Linked DNA regions of Sus scrofa: region 1 is linked to region 2. The links are chromatin contacts, called in public HiChIP or PLAC-seq maps. All regions are on one chromosome and are shown on one strand. The core of a region is the stretch at or near the end of the contact, and the rest is flanking DNA. Distances in the headings are between cores, read along the strand shown. Region 1 overlaps RASGRF2 (ras-specific guanine nucleotide-releasing factor 2). Region 2 overlaps MSH3 (DNA mismatch repair protein Msh3).

Evidence for each region. HiChIP or PLAC-seq counts read pairs in DNA pulled down with a chosen protein or histone mark.
Region 1: a contact with region 2 is called in an H3K27ac HiChIP or PLAC-seq map of alveolar macrophages. The contact joins two enhancer-like sites. A contact is called at or near these places in 1 of 47 Hi-C or Micro-C datasets (epiblast stem cells) and 1 of 2 datasets of contacts at active chromatin or transcription factors (alveolar macrophages).

The regions. Positions count from the first base shown.
Region 1 is chr2:89,738,238-89,745,407 of Sscrofa11.1, forward strand. The region is part of intron 17 of RASGRF2 (ras-specific guanine nucleotide-releasing factor 2); the gene reads left to right. Among named protein-coding and RNA genes, the nearest start is that of CKMT2, 72 kb to the right of the region's middle. Within about 2 kb of position 4,119, at least 1 of the 83 cell types and tissues checked has an H3K27ac peak or open chromatin away from gene starts, as enhancers often do. A contact at or near this core is called in alveolar macrophages, where this site is marked.
Region 2 is chr2:89,258,450-89,266,005 of Sscrofa11.1, forward strand. The region is part of intron 2 of MSH3 (DNA mismatch repair protein Msh3); the gene reads left to right. It also overlaps the pseudogene LOC110259410. Among named protein-coding and RNA genes, the nearest start is that of MSH3, 6.6 kb to the left of the region's middle. Within about 2 kb of position 3,937, at least 1 of the 83 cell types and tissues checked has an H3K27ac peak or open chromatin away from gene starts, as enhancers often do. A contact at or near this core is called in alveolar macrophages, where this site is marked.

The sequences.
Region 1 (7,170 bases), core at 2,869-5,368, 480 kb after region 2:
TCTGGGGCATACAGTGGTCACATAGGAAATGGAATGAATTTGGAGAAAGAGTACATTTTTGAAAAAATTTAAATTCCAGTTAGATAGATAAAACTTTTTGTTTCAAATCCATTACAGTATGAAATGCCATAACAGTGCTGTGTTCTTAGCACTTTCAAAATTTAAAAGAGAGAATTAAAGAAAAGCACTTACTTTCCCAAAAGATTCACATAGCATCTTCTCTCGTTGGTTACCAACTTGCAAGTAAAACTTAAAATGTAAATTTTGTTCATTTGTGCTGGATATTAGATTCCAGTTATAAGTGATATCATATGGTATTTGTCTTTGTCTTTCTGGCTCATTTCACTCAGGATGAGATTCTCTAGTTCCATCCATGAACATCTCCTCAGAAAAGAAAATCATGGACTTGGAGAAGAGACTTGTGGCTGCCTGATGGGAGAGGGAGGGAGTGGGAGGGATCGGGAGCTTGGGCTTATCAGACACAACTAGAATAGATTTACAAGGAGATCCTGCTGAATAGCATTGAGAACTTTGTCTAGATACTCATGTTGCAACAGAAGAAAGGGTGGGGGAAAAATGTAATTGTAATGTATACATGTAAGGATAACCTGACCCCCTTGCTGTACAGTGGGAAAATAAAAAAATTATTTAAAAAAATGTAAATTTTGGATCCAGGTCATGAGGTGTAATTCAAAGGACTCTGGCTTTGGAAATGGGCAGACCTCGACTTCAAGTTCTGGTTCTGCCACTTAGAAACTGTGACCTTGGCCCAATTACTTAACCTCTCTGAGTTCCTATTTCTTTGTCCATAAGTGAGGAAAACAACATTTACTCAACAGAGTTGCTGTTGTTATTGAAGAAGTCACATCACTCATAGTCCTGTACTTGGTGGGCATGTGATAAATGACAATTGTTATTATCATGAGGGTTAAATTATAGACACTTCTAAAGCTCCTAGCACAGTGCCTGCACAAAGCAACAGTAAATATCAGTGATCTTTGCATGCCAGCTACCAGAGTCGAAATACAGTTGTAATCTGAGTGCACAGAAATGTACAAACCAATTATATGATTTCTGCCTTGCACACAATTTATAGAAAGATATCTATTGGATAAGGTATATGGATAACATTGATGTCATTGGAGAGATTGAGTTCCATCTGCGTAAAGTGACAAACAGTTCATCACTAACATGGAGTTTTTCTAATTCCTCTACCAATATAACCATTAAAGTGACGGCAATGCAGTCATTCAATAAGCCTAAATTTATTTACACCTACAGTGCTAGGTCCTGGGGATAAGAACACAACAACAACAAAAAAATAGTTTCTAGAAGCATGATTAAAGTTACCCAAAATAAACATTTACTTTTCCTCAGTGCATCACCGTGGACCACCATGGACCATCAATATTATCTGTGCTTTTTGGCTCTTCCTGATTTTACGCAAAAGTCAGAGGAAGGCCTAAAGATGCTTTGTTGGCATTAATGACAGTTCCATGGTCCACTTCTTGGTGATCTACTTTTTTTTTCTTTCGGCAGAACAGGGATCAAATTCGAGCTGTAGCTGTGACCTAAGCCACAGCTACGGCAATGCTAGATCCTTAACCCACTGTGCCACAGTGGGAACTCCTACTTTTGATATTAAAACACCTCACCCCATTCAAGACTTCCTTGTCTTTGACAGTATGTCCTCAGGCAGTCTCGGGGTAGCTCTAACTGGACAAGCCCATAATCCACGTCGCCTACATGTAATCTTATTTCCATCTCGCCATTATTTTACTTGCCTTTAAAAATAGTCAGTGAAGTTAGCTAAGTGTCACACCATTTGAAGAATAAAATCAAAAATGTCCGAGTACCTGTTGTGGCACAGTGGAAACGAATCCCACTAGCATCCATGAGGATGCAGGTTACACCCCTGGCCTCGCTCAATGGGCAGTGGATTAAGGATCCGGGTTGCTCTGAGCTGTGGTGTAGATTTTAGGCGCAGCTCAGATCCTGCGTTGCTGTGGCTGTGGCATAGGCTGGTAGCTATAGCTCCAATTCTACCCCTAACCTGGCGACTTCCATATGCCTGAGTATGGCCCTAAAGAGCAAAATAAATAAATAAATAAATGTCCTCTCTTTCTCTATTTTAAAATTTCCTTGCTTGCTCCCCATTACTTTATTGTATGTCTTTCTTTGACAGATTTCAAATACATCATCATCATGGTAATATGGTGATAGAATGCCCTTAATTCAGGTATAGCATCTGCAGATACTTTCAAATAGTTTTCAGGGAGTGATGCACTTTTTGTTAACAAGTATAACTGCTGAGTGCCTGTGTACAAAGATGCTCAGGATAAGATCCCTGCACCAAGGAGTTACAGCTAATGAGAGAGATGTCGCATCTACCAATTACTCTAAGGGATGGACTGACAAAGTGTCTGGGAGGAAGGACCATAAGATAGAATCACACATGTGGTGATTTGGTTCTTATCATTTTTCCAGATGGCTTTTGTTGCCCAGATTAGCCCTTTTGTCCAGTGCCTACAACAATGATGAAAGAGAGTGTGCATAAATTGAAAAGATGTGGGTATTCCAGATGTTAATTAGTAAAATGAACTCTCCTTATATATGTAGAGTTTGATTGTGCAGTCATACCTGACCAGTGAAAGATGTTTAAAGCGCTACAAAGATTTGCTGTTTGCTCTTCCAAAAAAATGGGCACAAGAACTCCTTGGGGGTGGATCCATGATTCTAGGACAGAATGGCTTCTGGGTGGGTATCACCACCAATTAGTGGTATAGTTTATGTTTAAATTCAGATATAAATATCGCTCAAGCAACCCCCAGCTTAGATGACAGCTTGTAATAAGGAGGCTATCTGGTGATTTGCAGAAAATTGTTGCTTTGCTCATAGAGCTTTAAATTTGTGAAAAATGGGGAGGTGGGCTGTCTGATCGGGAGTGTGGACATAATGTGCTATATTACAGCAAGACTACACATGTCTTAATACATGAGAGCCCCACTAAGGCAATTTCAGTTAGTGGATGAGCAGCATCTTCATTTATAAAACTTGATCTATCAAGACTTATTACAGATTTGCCCCTCAGAGAGAAGGTTCATGTGTCTGGTTTAGGGAATTTCTAAATTGGTAGTTTAAATAGGCAGTGTTTCTAAAATCAAAGGCCTCTATCCTCTTTCTTGTTGTTTTTTTTTTTTTTTTTTTTTTTTTTTTTTTGCTGCCCTGTAGCATATGGAGTTCCTGGGCCAGAGATCAGAACTGAGCTGCAGTTTGTGACTTAACACTGCAACTGTGGCAACGCCAGATCCTTAACCCACTGTGCTGAGCCAGGGATCAAACCTACACCACTGTAGAGACAATGCTAGATCCTTAACCCGCTGTGCCACAATGAGAACTCCTAACACCCTTTTTTCTGTTTTTTATCTCTTTAGCTCTTACTGCATTTGGGTAATTTTCTCAGATCTGTTTTTCCGATCTCTTTACAGTTTACTTTATTCAACTGGGGTTAACCTGTTTTTATTTATTGTAATCTCTTTTAAATTGCTATTTGTCTATTTTTCAGCAATAATTGAAAGAATACTACTATTAATTTGAAGATGTTTTATGTGATTCTTGTAAAATTTGACTTTGAAAATATTTTGCAGGAGTTCCCTTTGTGGTGCAGTGGAAATGAATCCAACTAGGAACCATGAGGTTGCAGGTTTGGTCCCTGGCCTCACTCAGTGAGTTACGGATCTGGAGTTGCCATGAGCTATAGTGTAGGTCACAGATAAGGCTCAGATCCTGAGTTGCTATGGCTGTGGTATAGGCCAGCAGCTGTAGCTCTGATTAGACCTCTAACCTGGGAACCTCCCTACGCTGAGGGTGCAGCTCTAAAAAAGCAAAAAAAAAAAAAAAAAAAATTTTTTTTTCAATCTTTTCACATGTTTTCAGTTGCCGCTTTTATATCTTTAGTCTTTATAAACATCCTAATTTTAGGATATTTTAACTAGAACTATTGCGTAGTTCCAGCTTCTGAAATTCTTGGCGGTGGTGGAGGAGTTGGGTGAGGTGGGGAGTTCCTGACCTTTGTATCTGGTGACCCTTGTTCGTAGTGCAAGACTTGTGTATTTTGTAACTTGGGGTTGTGAGTTTTTCTTCTGGAGCTTTCTTATTAGTAATCCAGTATTGGCTAGGGTTGACTATGTGTGTGTGTGTGTCCCGTCCCCCTCGGCCCCCATAGAGAGGTTTTGTGTGAGCTTTTGTTGGGATCAGGGTTGTCACTGGCCTGGGTGACCCAGTGGTGTGGAACCTGCATGAGGTGGACTTGTATTATCAATTTTCAGGGAGGCTTTTTTTTTTCTTCCCTCTCACTGAGATCCAGGCTAAGATAGTCACCTTTCTTAACTGTCCCCTTGTGCAGAATGGAAAATTTTTCCCTCATCCTCTCTTGGGCAGAGGGGATGGTTTTTTGAGAGTTCCAGCTTTAGGTGGGAGTCTCAGTTCTAATTCTGTCACCACACTTCCTGAAGGCCCTGGGGCTTCATTTCCTGAACAACGTGGATTTGCAGTCCACATCCCCAATTTCCAAGCCTTGTAACCTCTGCTCTCAGGGCAGCCAGCATTAGTTCAGAGGCTTGGTTCTGATTTTCACATCTCTCTGTGTGGGCCTGGAAACACAAGGCTTATTTTCTTGAGAACTCAGATGTGCATTTTAAAAGATATTTATTATCTTTTACCCAGAATGTCTAAGCTTTTCATAGCAAGAGGTTTTTTCCAGATACCTTGTCTGGCCCAAAGCACATCATCCTCATATTCTGATGGTATCTGCTAGAGGGTGGAAGAAGCCTGTCTCCATTCAAAGAGGAGTGTGGAGAAGGGGCCTCTGCCCTTTAAAAGTTCATGGACTTTTTTGGTCTAACTCATTCATAAGCTCTGAGGGCTGTTCCTTCAGTCTTTCACTCAGTCATCCTTATGTTTAGAGCACATGCAAGAAACACTAAGTTCCTACTCTCCAAGCTTCTGTTCACTTATGCTTATTCAGCAAATGTATTTTGTGCCCACCATCTGCCACACATGCCAGGTATGTGTTTGTTTGTTTGTTTGTTTTTGTCTTTCTGCCATTTCTTGGGCTGCTCCTGAGGCATATGGAGGTTCCCAGGCTAGGGGTTGAATCAGAGCTGTAGCCACTGGCCTACACCAGAGCCACAACAACATGGGATCTGAGCTGCATCTGTGACCTATACCACCGCTCACGGCAATGCTGGATCATTAACCCACTGAGCAAGGCCAGGGATCGAACCCGCAACCTCAGGGTTCCTAGTCGGATTCATTAACCAGTGAGTCGCGATGGGAACTCCGCCACATATGTGTTTGTGCTCAGCAAAAACATACCCAATTCCTGTCTTCATGGAGGACATAAATCATGATGAGATAGTTACATACAGAAGTGTAAAACTGCAAATGTAGCAACTGTCAGAAAGTAAATGTGCATGTTACTGTGAGATGTGCAGTGGGGAATTTATCCAATGCAGCCAGGAAGGGCCAGGCCTCTTTGGAGAAGTGCAGTAAGACTGGCTTCCACAGAGTGAAAAAAAGAGTGATAACTGGGAAACAGTATGTGCAAAGGCCCTGGGGTGAGGATGAGGGACTAAAACAAGAGAGCTTAAATGGAAGAGGAAATAGTGAGAAGAATGCAGCTCCAAAAAAGGCTGAGAGGGAGCTAGGGACCAAACCATAGAAGGCCTTGCAGGGTGTGAAGGAGTTTTATATTTATCGTAGGAGTCATTGAAGGGCTTTAAACAGGGGAATGACACATCTAATTGGCCCTTTGAAAGATCTTTCTGAGTTCATGGAGTTCCCATCGTGGCTCAGCGGAAACGAATCTGACTAGCATCGATGAGGACGCAAGTTCAGTCCCTGACCTTGCTGCAAACTGTGGTATAGGTCACAGATGCAGCTCGGATCTGCTGTGGCTGTGGCTGTGGCGTAGGCTGGCAGCTACAGCTCTGTTTTGACTCCTAGCCTGGGAATTTCTATATGCCATGGGTGTGGCCCTAAAAAGACCAAAAAAAGAAGAAGAAAGATCTTTCTGAGTTCAGAAAAGTGACCATATTAGGAGGGAGGAGTGATGATAAAGAAACTACTTGGGGAGTTCCCGTCATGACGCAGTGGTTAATGAATCCGACTAGGAACCATGAGGTTGCAGGTTCGATCCCTGGCCTTTCTCAGTGGGTTAAGAATCTGGCATTGCCGTGAGCTGTGGTGTGGGTGGCAGACGCGGCTCAGATCCCGCGTTGCTGTGGCTCTGGCGTAGGCCAGCAGCTACAGCTCCAATTGGACCCCTAGCCTGGGAACCTCCATATGCCAAGGGAGTGGCTCAAGAAAAGGCAAAAAGACAGAAAAAAAGAAAAAATGCTTGGGAGGCTATTGTCAGTAGACTGGATGAGGCTTGCTGGAGCTCAAATCCAGTTTGGCCTTTGTAGATACAAAGACAGGGATTGAGTGGAGACTTATTGAGCAGGTGAAATTATCAGGAAGAAGCAGAGAGATGGGCCAAGAACAACTCCAAAGGTCTGGGCTTATGTAATTGGATGGCGTTGGTATTCCTTTGCTGAGAGAGAGAAAACACTGGAAGAGGGCAAGGTTTTGTGGAAAGGCTATGGGTTTTTCTTTTGCACATGTTGAGTTTGAGATTTTTGAAACATCTGAGGGGAAAGTATCAAGAAGCAGTTGGATATATGGGGCCAGAGCTCAGATAAATCTGGGGATCTAATGACATGAGTGATTTTCTTGTAGGTGATCATGAGATGAGATTTCCTATGGAGAGATGATAGCTAGCTATCAGCTCTACAGACACAGAGGTTACTGGTGACCTTAATGATGGTAAGATAGGGCGAGAAGCTTGGAATGGGATACAGAGTGAGTAGGAGACAAAATGAAATCAGTGAGTAGAGACAACTTTCAAGAAGTTTGCCAGTGACATTGCTTAAGGCTCGAATTCATTCTTAGAGGAAATATGTCCCTTAATTATAATTTAAAATCTTTTAAAATAGAGACTCAGTGGAAAAATATGAAAATGGTTTCTTAATCCTGAAATGGTGGCCAAGGTAGGAACACGGGCTGGCACAGAGAGAGCCCCAAGACACAGACCCAATATTGAGTTGTAACGGTAGCTAACATTTATTG
Region 2 (7,556 bases), core at 2,687-5,186:
ATACAGATGGTTGAGCAGATTTTCCTCTTGTTTTCGGCCTTAGACAATTTGTGATAAGGGAGGAAAGAAAATGCTCCTTTCTTCATTATCCCCAGAGAATTAGGTAAAGAAAATGATACCAAAGAAAATGATTCAGTGGATCAGGGATGTAAGATATCTGTCCTTCCTCAAAAGGCAAAATTTGGATTTAGGGTCAGCATGAAAGCCTTAGTATGAAATAACTATGGGAATGGAGACACGTGGCTTCAGAGAAGGATAAATCTGATGATACCCTTTCCCCGGTCCTACCTGAAAGGACTGTGATAAGATGCATGACTTGACACATCTGCCATGTGCTAATGTTGGCATTTTCTACGTTTTTTTGCTTCATTACTCTGTATCGAGTATCTGCAGTACCTGTTTCTTTACCTGATCTATTCAGTTTTTCAGTAAATTCTCCAAGCCATTAATGAGCACCCATTGTTTACCAGCCATTGTTGTAGAGGCTTTTTGTAGTTCTTCTTCTTTTTTTTTTTTTGCTATTTCTTTGGGCCGCTCCCGCGGCATATGGAGGTTCCCAGGCTAGGGGTCGAATCGGAGCTGTAGCCACCGGCCTACGCCAGAGCCACAGCAACGCAGGATCCGAGCCGCATCTGCAACCTACACCACAGTTCAAGGCAACGCCGGACCGTTAACCCACTGAGCAAGGGCAGGGACCGAACCCGCAACCTAGTCGGATTCATTAACCACTGCGCCATGACGGGAACTCCCCGCTTTTTGTAGTTCTTTATTCTTCCCAACAACCCTTGTTATCTACCTTTTATAGAAGAGGGAGGCAGTAGGTGAGAATGGAGGGTTACCACATTACCCACTAACTTACCCAGGCACCCAGGAGAGCCGAGGTGGAAACGGGGTGACAGACTTGAAGTGTTTTGAAATAAAACCTTTGCTACTTGTTAAAAATCCACACTCAGAAAGGAGAAAGAGGGGCATTCACCAGTCAAAACTGGATGATTGCTCTACCTCAATTTTTTTTTTTTTAAGTAACAGAATCATTAAGGTATAACCACATGTGATATAATTTACCCATTTAGCATGTGCAATTCAACGACTTTTCATATATTCACTGAAGTGCGCAACCCTCATTAAAGTCAGTTTTAGAACATTTTCATCATCCGGAAAGGACCTCAGTACCTATTAGCACTCACTTCCTATTTTCCCCCAATGTACCCCCCCACCCTGCCCAGACCTAAGCAAAGGTGAATCTATTTTCTGTCTAGAGATTTGCCTATTCTGAACCTTTCACATAAATAGAATCATACGATATGTGGCCTTTTTGTCTGGTTTCTTTCTCTTAGCATAATGTTTCCAAGGTTCATCCATGTTGTAGCATGTAGCAGTACCTCCTCTCTTTAAAAAAAGATTTTTTCCTTTGGCTTTTTAGGGCCCCACCCATAGTATATGAAAGTTCCCAGGCAGGGGTCCAGTTGGAGCTGCAGCTGTTGGCCTGTGCCACAGCCACAGCAACATGGTACCCAAATCATGTCTGTGACCTACACCATAGCTCATGGCAACACCCGGTGCCTGACGCACTGAGCAAGGCCAGGGATTGAACCTGCAGCATCATGGATACTAGTCAGATTTGTTTTGCTGTGCCGCAAAGGGAACTCCTTAAATTTTTTTTCGATTTTTTTTTTATTATGGTAATACATATATATATATAATGTAAATTCTACCATTGTAACCATTTTTAAGTGTATATTTCAGTGGTATTAATTACATTCATAATGTTGTACAACCATCACCCCCATCCATTTCTAGAAGTCTTTTTTTCATCTTGTAAAATTGAAACTCTATAGCCATTAAATATAGCTCTCCATTTTCCCTCCCCCAGTCCTTGGCAATAACCATTTTACTTTCTGTCTGATTTTTAGTACTCCATGTCATTCCTTTTTATTGTTGAGTGATATCCCATCATGTGGATCTGCCTGAGTTCCTTTTTTCCCTCAAATATTCATTGTCTATACTATATATATATATATATATTTTTTTTTTTTTAATGGCTGCACCCGTGGCATGTGGAAGTTATTGAACCCATGTCTCCACAGCCACCCAAGCCACTGCAGTTGTATTCCTAACCCATTGTACCACAGTGGGAACTCCCCAAACAATTTTTGAGAACCTGGGATCTGTAGACACTGATTTGTTGTTTTCAGTTCTTTGTAGATGTTTAACTTGTATAGAGAATCATAAGCCTGATAAATTTTCACACATTGAGTCACCTATGTAACCATCGCTTAGATCAAGAAGCTATATTGCTAAGACCCCCAGAAATCTCCTGTGCTCTCTTGACTGACAACCTCTCCTCCCCACAGTAAGGATAACCACTATCCTGATTTCAGTGTAGACTAGTTTTGCTTGAACATTGTGTTTAGTGCAACCAACTTAAAATATGTTTTTAATAGCCAAAGGTGTTTCTTTTTTTTTTTTTTCTTTAACATGATAGATTATTTTATCTGTAAAACAGGTTACGAAACAGATTTTTAAAAATAGGGAGTTCCTGTTGTGGCGCAGCAGAAACGACTCCGACTAGGAACCATGAGGTTGCGGGTTTGATCCGTGGCCTTGCTCAGTGGGTTAAGGATCCGGTGTTACCATGAGCTGTGGTGTAGGTTGCAGATGCGGCTCAGATCCTGCATTGCTGTGACTTTTGTGGCACAGGCCAGCAGTTATAGCTCTGATTAGACTCCTAGCCTGGGAACCTCCATTTGCTGCGAGTTTGGCCCTAAGAAGACAAAAAGACCAAAAAAAAAAAAAAATTAAATCTGTTTATGGTGACACTTCAGCATCTACTCCATGCATCCTTCTAGATTAAAATTCTTTATTTAGGAGTTCTCTTATGGAGTAGTGGGTTAAGGATCCAGCATTGTCCCTGCAATGCTTTGGGTGACTGCTGTGGTGCAGGCTCAGTCCCTGGCCTGGAAACTTCACATGCCATAGGCATGGCACAAAAATAAAAATAAAAATAAATAAAATTCTTTATTTAAAATGTAATTCTCCTACCTCCTTGATCCCTTATAACTTAGGCCTAGAGGGGAATGCCTCAAAAGAGAGGAGAGGAAAAAACTATTCTGTATTTGCATTTTATGATACACAAAATATTAAATCTTAAACAGCGAAGTTAATTTTGGTGAAAGATTTTTAACAAGGGATTTTCCATCTGTTTAACATGTTGGGACAGCATCTGGTGGCCTTGTTTCTAGGTTATATCCTCTTAAGGGCTCAGAGTCATTAGTGATAATGCTACCAAGTCTTAATCTCATGTTGTGGCAATTTGATAATTCATTTCATTGCATCTTCAGAAATGGAAATAATATAAGGTTTTAAGTATAGGAATAGGGAGTTCCTGTCGTGGTGCAGTGGAACAAATCTGACTTGTATCCATGAGGATTCGGGTTCCATCCCTGGCCTCGCTCAGTGGGTTGGGGATCCGGCATTGCCGTGAGCTGTGGTGTAGGTCGAAAATGCGGCTTGGATCCTACAGTGCTGTGGCTGTGGTGTAGGCCGGCAGCTATAGCTCCGATTGGACCCCTAGCCTGGGAACCTCCATATGCTGAGAGTGCAGCCTAAAAAAAAGTATAGGACTATATTAAGTATAATATGGGGTTGCTAAGGCTTATTTGGGTACTGTTAACCAAAAATAATAGACCAGCCAGTTATTTTACCAGCTAAATGAATTCATTTGGGAGTAGTCAAGAACTGCCCTTCATGACATGCAGCTGTGGCAAACCACACACAAGTTGGGCAGGGCAAAGGAGAGGAAATTTTATAGAAGAGAAGAGAGTGTTGGGTGGGGCTTTTATAAAAGTCTGTGGACAGAAAGTCTGTTGGAGGAAACTGGGACTTCCCAAGTTTTTTTGACTGAGTTGTGACAGTCTCTCTTGGTTGCACTGTTGCCAGGCAAGGAGAACATCTTCCTGTCTCCTGCTGGTGTGGGAAAGCAATGTCACTCGCTGCAGGAGGTGCTTGGTATGTCTCTTCCTTTGGCGTCTGTGTTGACTTTGGGTGGTACGAGCAGGAGAGCTCTCCCTTCTGGCCTCCCACCTCCATTTTAGTGAGCTTTCTCCTTTAATTTTCATAGTACTCAATTTTCCAAGAGCTCGGTTTTCCGCAGTGGTTACAGTCTTCCTCAAGGCCCAGTGGAAGGACTGGACCTCTGTCTGTGTCTCTCAGGCCTGAGGGTTTCCTAGCTCTTGGAGGCTTTTCACTTCAGAAGGCTTCCAATGTAATTTTTTACCTTGAGGGCCTTATGCGGTGTTAAAATTTCTCTTGGGTATCTGTGAGGAAGGCAATGAAAGATTTTGGCTTCCCTAGGTAAGCGTCATTCTTCCCACCAATAACATATTCATGGTTCCCCCTGGTTTTTTTTAGAAGACTCAAGATAGATGATCCTAGGAGCATTAAGAAAAAACTAACTTTGGGGAACTTGCATATGCCACGGGTGCATATGGAAATTAGACAAAAACAAATAAACAAAAAACCCCTGTAACTCTGGGTAATTTCTTGTGTACCAGTTCTTTCTCTTAATGTGTTTTATAGTTCAGGAATTATAATGGTTTGGTATGTTTTATTTTATTTATTCTCATTTTTTTTTACCACATCCATGGCATATGGAAGTTCTCAGGCCAGGGGTTGAACACATGCTGCAGTTGCAATCTGTGCCACAGCTGTAGCAACACTGGATCCTTTTTTTTTTTGAAAAGCACATGTCAACATTGAATGAATTTCCTGCCACGTGGTTTCAAGCTACCAGGACACAGGCCCCACCACACCCCTTAATCTTCTCTTCAGCTCCTCTGCTGAAAAATTTGGCTTTCACGATGACGGGCTGCTTTGGGAGCTTTTCCTTCCCCAGAACTTTGTAGTAACACAATCACACCACGTCAATGATAGGAGCATCTCCAGTCTTGTTTTTTGCAGCATTTACCCGTGTCTGCTTGCTGACCAAGGTCCACGTTTATCAAGGTTGACACTTGGGCAGATGCTCTGGTTCCTCTTTAAGTGGTATTGCCTCATTCCAGCTTTCCCAAAGAATCATTTGTCAAAGTTGATCCTGTGCTGATGCAGGCCACCCTCATTGCCCCCGGCCTCCTGGGTGCTTCTGGTGTTTGCTGATGCGGCCGTGGCTCATGTGGACCTGAAGTTTCTGGGTCTTCCTTAGTCTGGATGGCATGTCGGTGGCCGTTATGAAAGAGAACACTGGATCCTTCCTGTGAAATTAGATTGTTATGATCATTATACAACTACAAATGTGATAAATTCATTTGAGTAATAAAAAAGAAAAGAAAAAAGAAAAAGAAACCATTAACTAATTAAAAAAAAAAAAAAAAGAAAGAGAACACCGGATCCTTAACCCACTGTGCCACACTGGAACGTCCCATGATGGCTTCATGGCAGAATCTTCCTTGGCAGTGCTGAGAGGAGGGTGGTGGAGTGGGAAGCGTGGTGAGAAGAAGGGCGTGAGATTATTAGCCATTGAGGGTCTCACTACATCACACTAAATCCTGGCTGCCGATCCAGCCAAGCAAACCCTGAAGTTTGTGGAAATAAGGCTGTAGACATGGAATATTTTGAAATATGAACTTTATTGTTTACTTAAATAACTCACGAGAAGAAAAGAGGGAAGTATTCACTAGCTGAAAGAGTCCTTGGCTCCCTCACCTCAGTTTTTAAACACTTCAGTTTTAGATATTATTATTATTTTTTTGTATGAGTGTAATTCTAAGACTTATAGCCCACCCTTATCCCGGGAAACTTTTTTTTTTGTATTGATGGGAGGGAAATCTTTATATAATATAAAAATTTATAGTACACTTTTAAAGGGTGATTCAAATAGTTATCCTGAAAAGTGAAAGTTATAGTAAATAAGGTGAATATATATATACATGAAAAGAGATTTCATATATACACTTTTCTAGCTACAAGATTTATGGGAGACTGGATAAAGTATACATCTAAAAAGAGGTTTAAATGTAAATATAAAAAGATTTAAACTTTTAGAAATGAATGAAACACAGCTGTTGCTCACAGAGTGTTTTTGTGGATATAGGAAGGATAAAAGATGACAAATGCAGTCCTGGTTTCTTTATATTCAGTAGTAACTACCCAATAGAATTGCTCCAAGGGGAAAAATAATGTATTCTGGTGTATATGTGATAGTTTCCCTTTTTTAATGCATTGTTTGCTTATTAATAACTGCTGATTGACAGAGAGTGGTAAGTGCTATAGAGAGATGTGACCTTGTTATAGGAATTTAGAGAAAGAAAAGATTATTATTTTTTTTTGTCTTTTTGTTTTGTTTTGTCTTTTTAGGGCCTCATGTGTGGCATATGGAATTTCCCAGGCTAGGGATCGAATTGGAGCTGTAGCCACTGACCTACGCCACAGCCACACGGGATCCTAGCTACATCCCCAACCTATACCACAGCTCACGGCAACACCAGATCCTTAACCCACTGAGCAGGGCCATGCATCAAACCTGAGTCCTCAGGGATTCTCATGGGGTTTGTTACCATTAAGCCACAACAAGAACTCGAAAAGATGATTTAAAACTGGGAGAATTAGCAGTTGAAGCAAAAAGTAGTCTTGAGATGGGTCTTGATGAAATGAATACGACTCGACATGTAGAAATTGGGGGCAAGGGCATTCCGGGGATAAAGACTCTCTTGGGCAAAGCTGTGGAGGCAGGAAAGCAGGTGTCCTGGGGCTGGTGATTTGGTCTCCTTGGTGAATTCCTGGAAATGAGACAAAAACAAAACAAAATCAACTAGGAACCATGAGGTTGAGGTCAGTATCTTTACGTCTTTCCCATGAAGCTGGTCAGTTTCTCCAGTCCAGAGTCTTCATAGCTCCTGCCTGGAGAGAGAGCTCTGGCTGCCTGTGTTCTGAGAACTGGTGAGAAGAGGCTCGTTTCTCAGCCTCCAGAAAGCCTATTTTCCCATTATTTTTCTGCCTTAGGCACAGTGCTGCATCTCACCTGTGCTTCTTTTGCCTTTTCTAGAGAAATCCCCAGTCTTCTTCTGAAGTGGAAGAAGGAGGAAGCCCTTGAGCTTGGAGTGGGGTGGGAATATAAGGATTAAATTGTTTTTGAACCAATACACTTTATCTTAGAGCCTCCCTTTTTTCCATTTCCAGAGCTACTGGTGCCCTGATTCGTGAGCCATTTAATAGCCTTTTGTATTGTCAATAGGTTCTTGGTTTTCTTTTCTTTTCTTTCTTTTTTTTTATCCTTTTACCATTTCTTGGTCTGCTCCCGTGGCATATGGAGGTTCCCAGGCTAGGGCTCCAATAGGAGCCACAGCTGCGGGCCTCTGCCAGAGCCACAGCAACACAGGATCCGAGCTGCGTCTGCAACCTACACCACAGCTCACGGCAACGCCGGATCCTCAACCCACTGAGCAAGGCCAGGGATCGAACCCGCAACCTCATGGTTCCTAGTCAGATTCATTAACCACTGAGCCACTATGGGAACTCCGGTTCTTGGTTTTCTTTACTTCTGACTTTGGATTTAGTTTTCT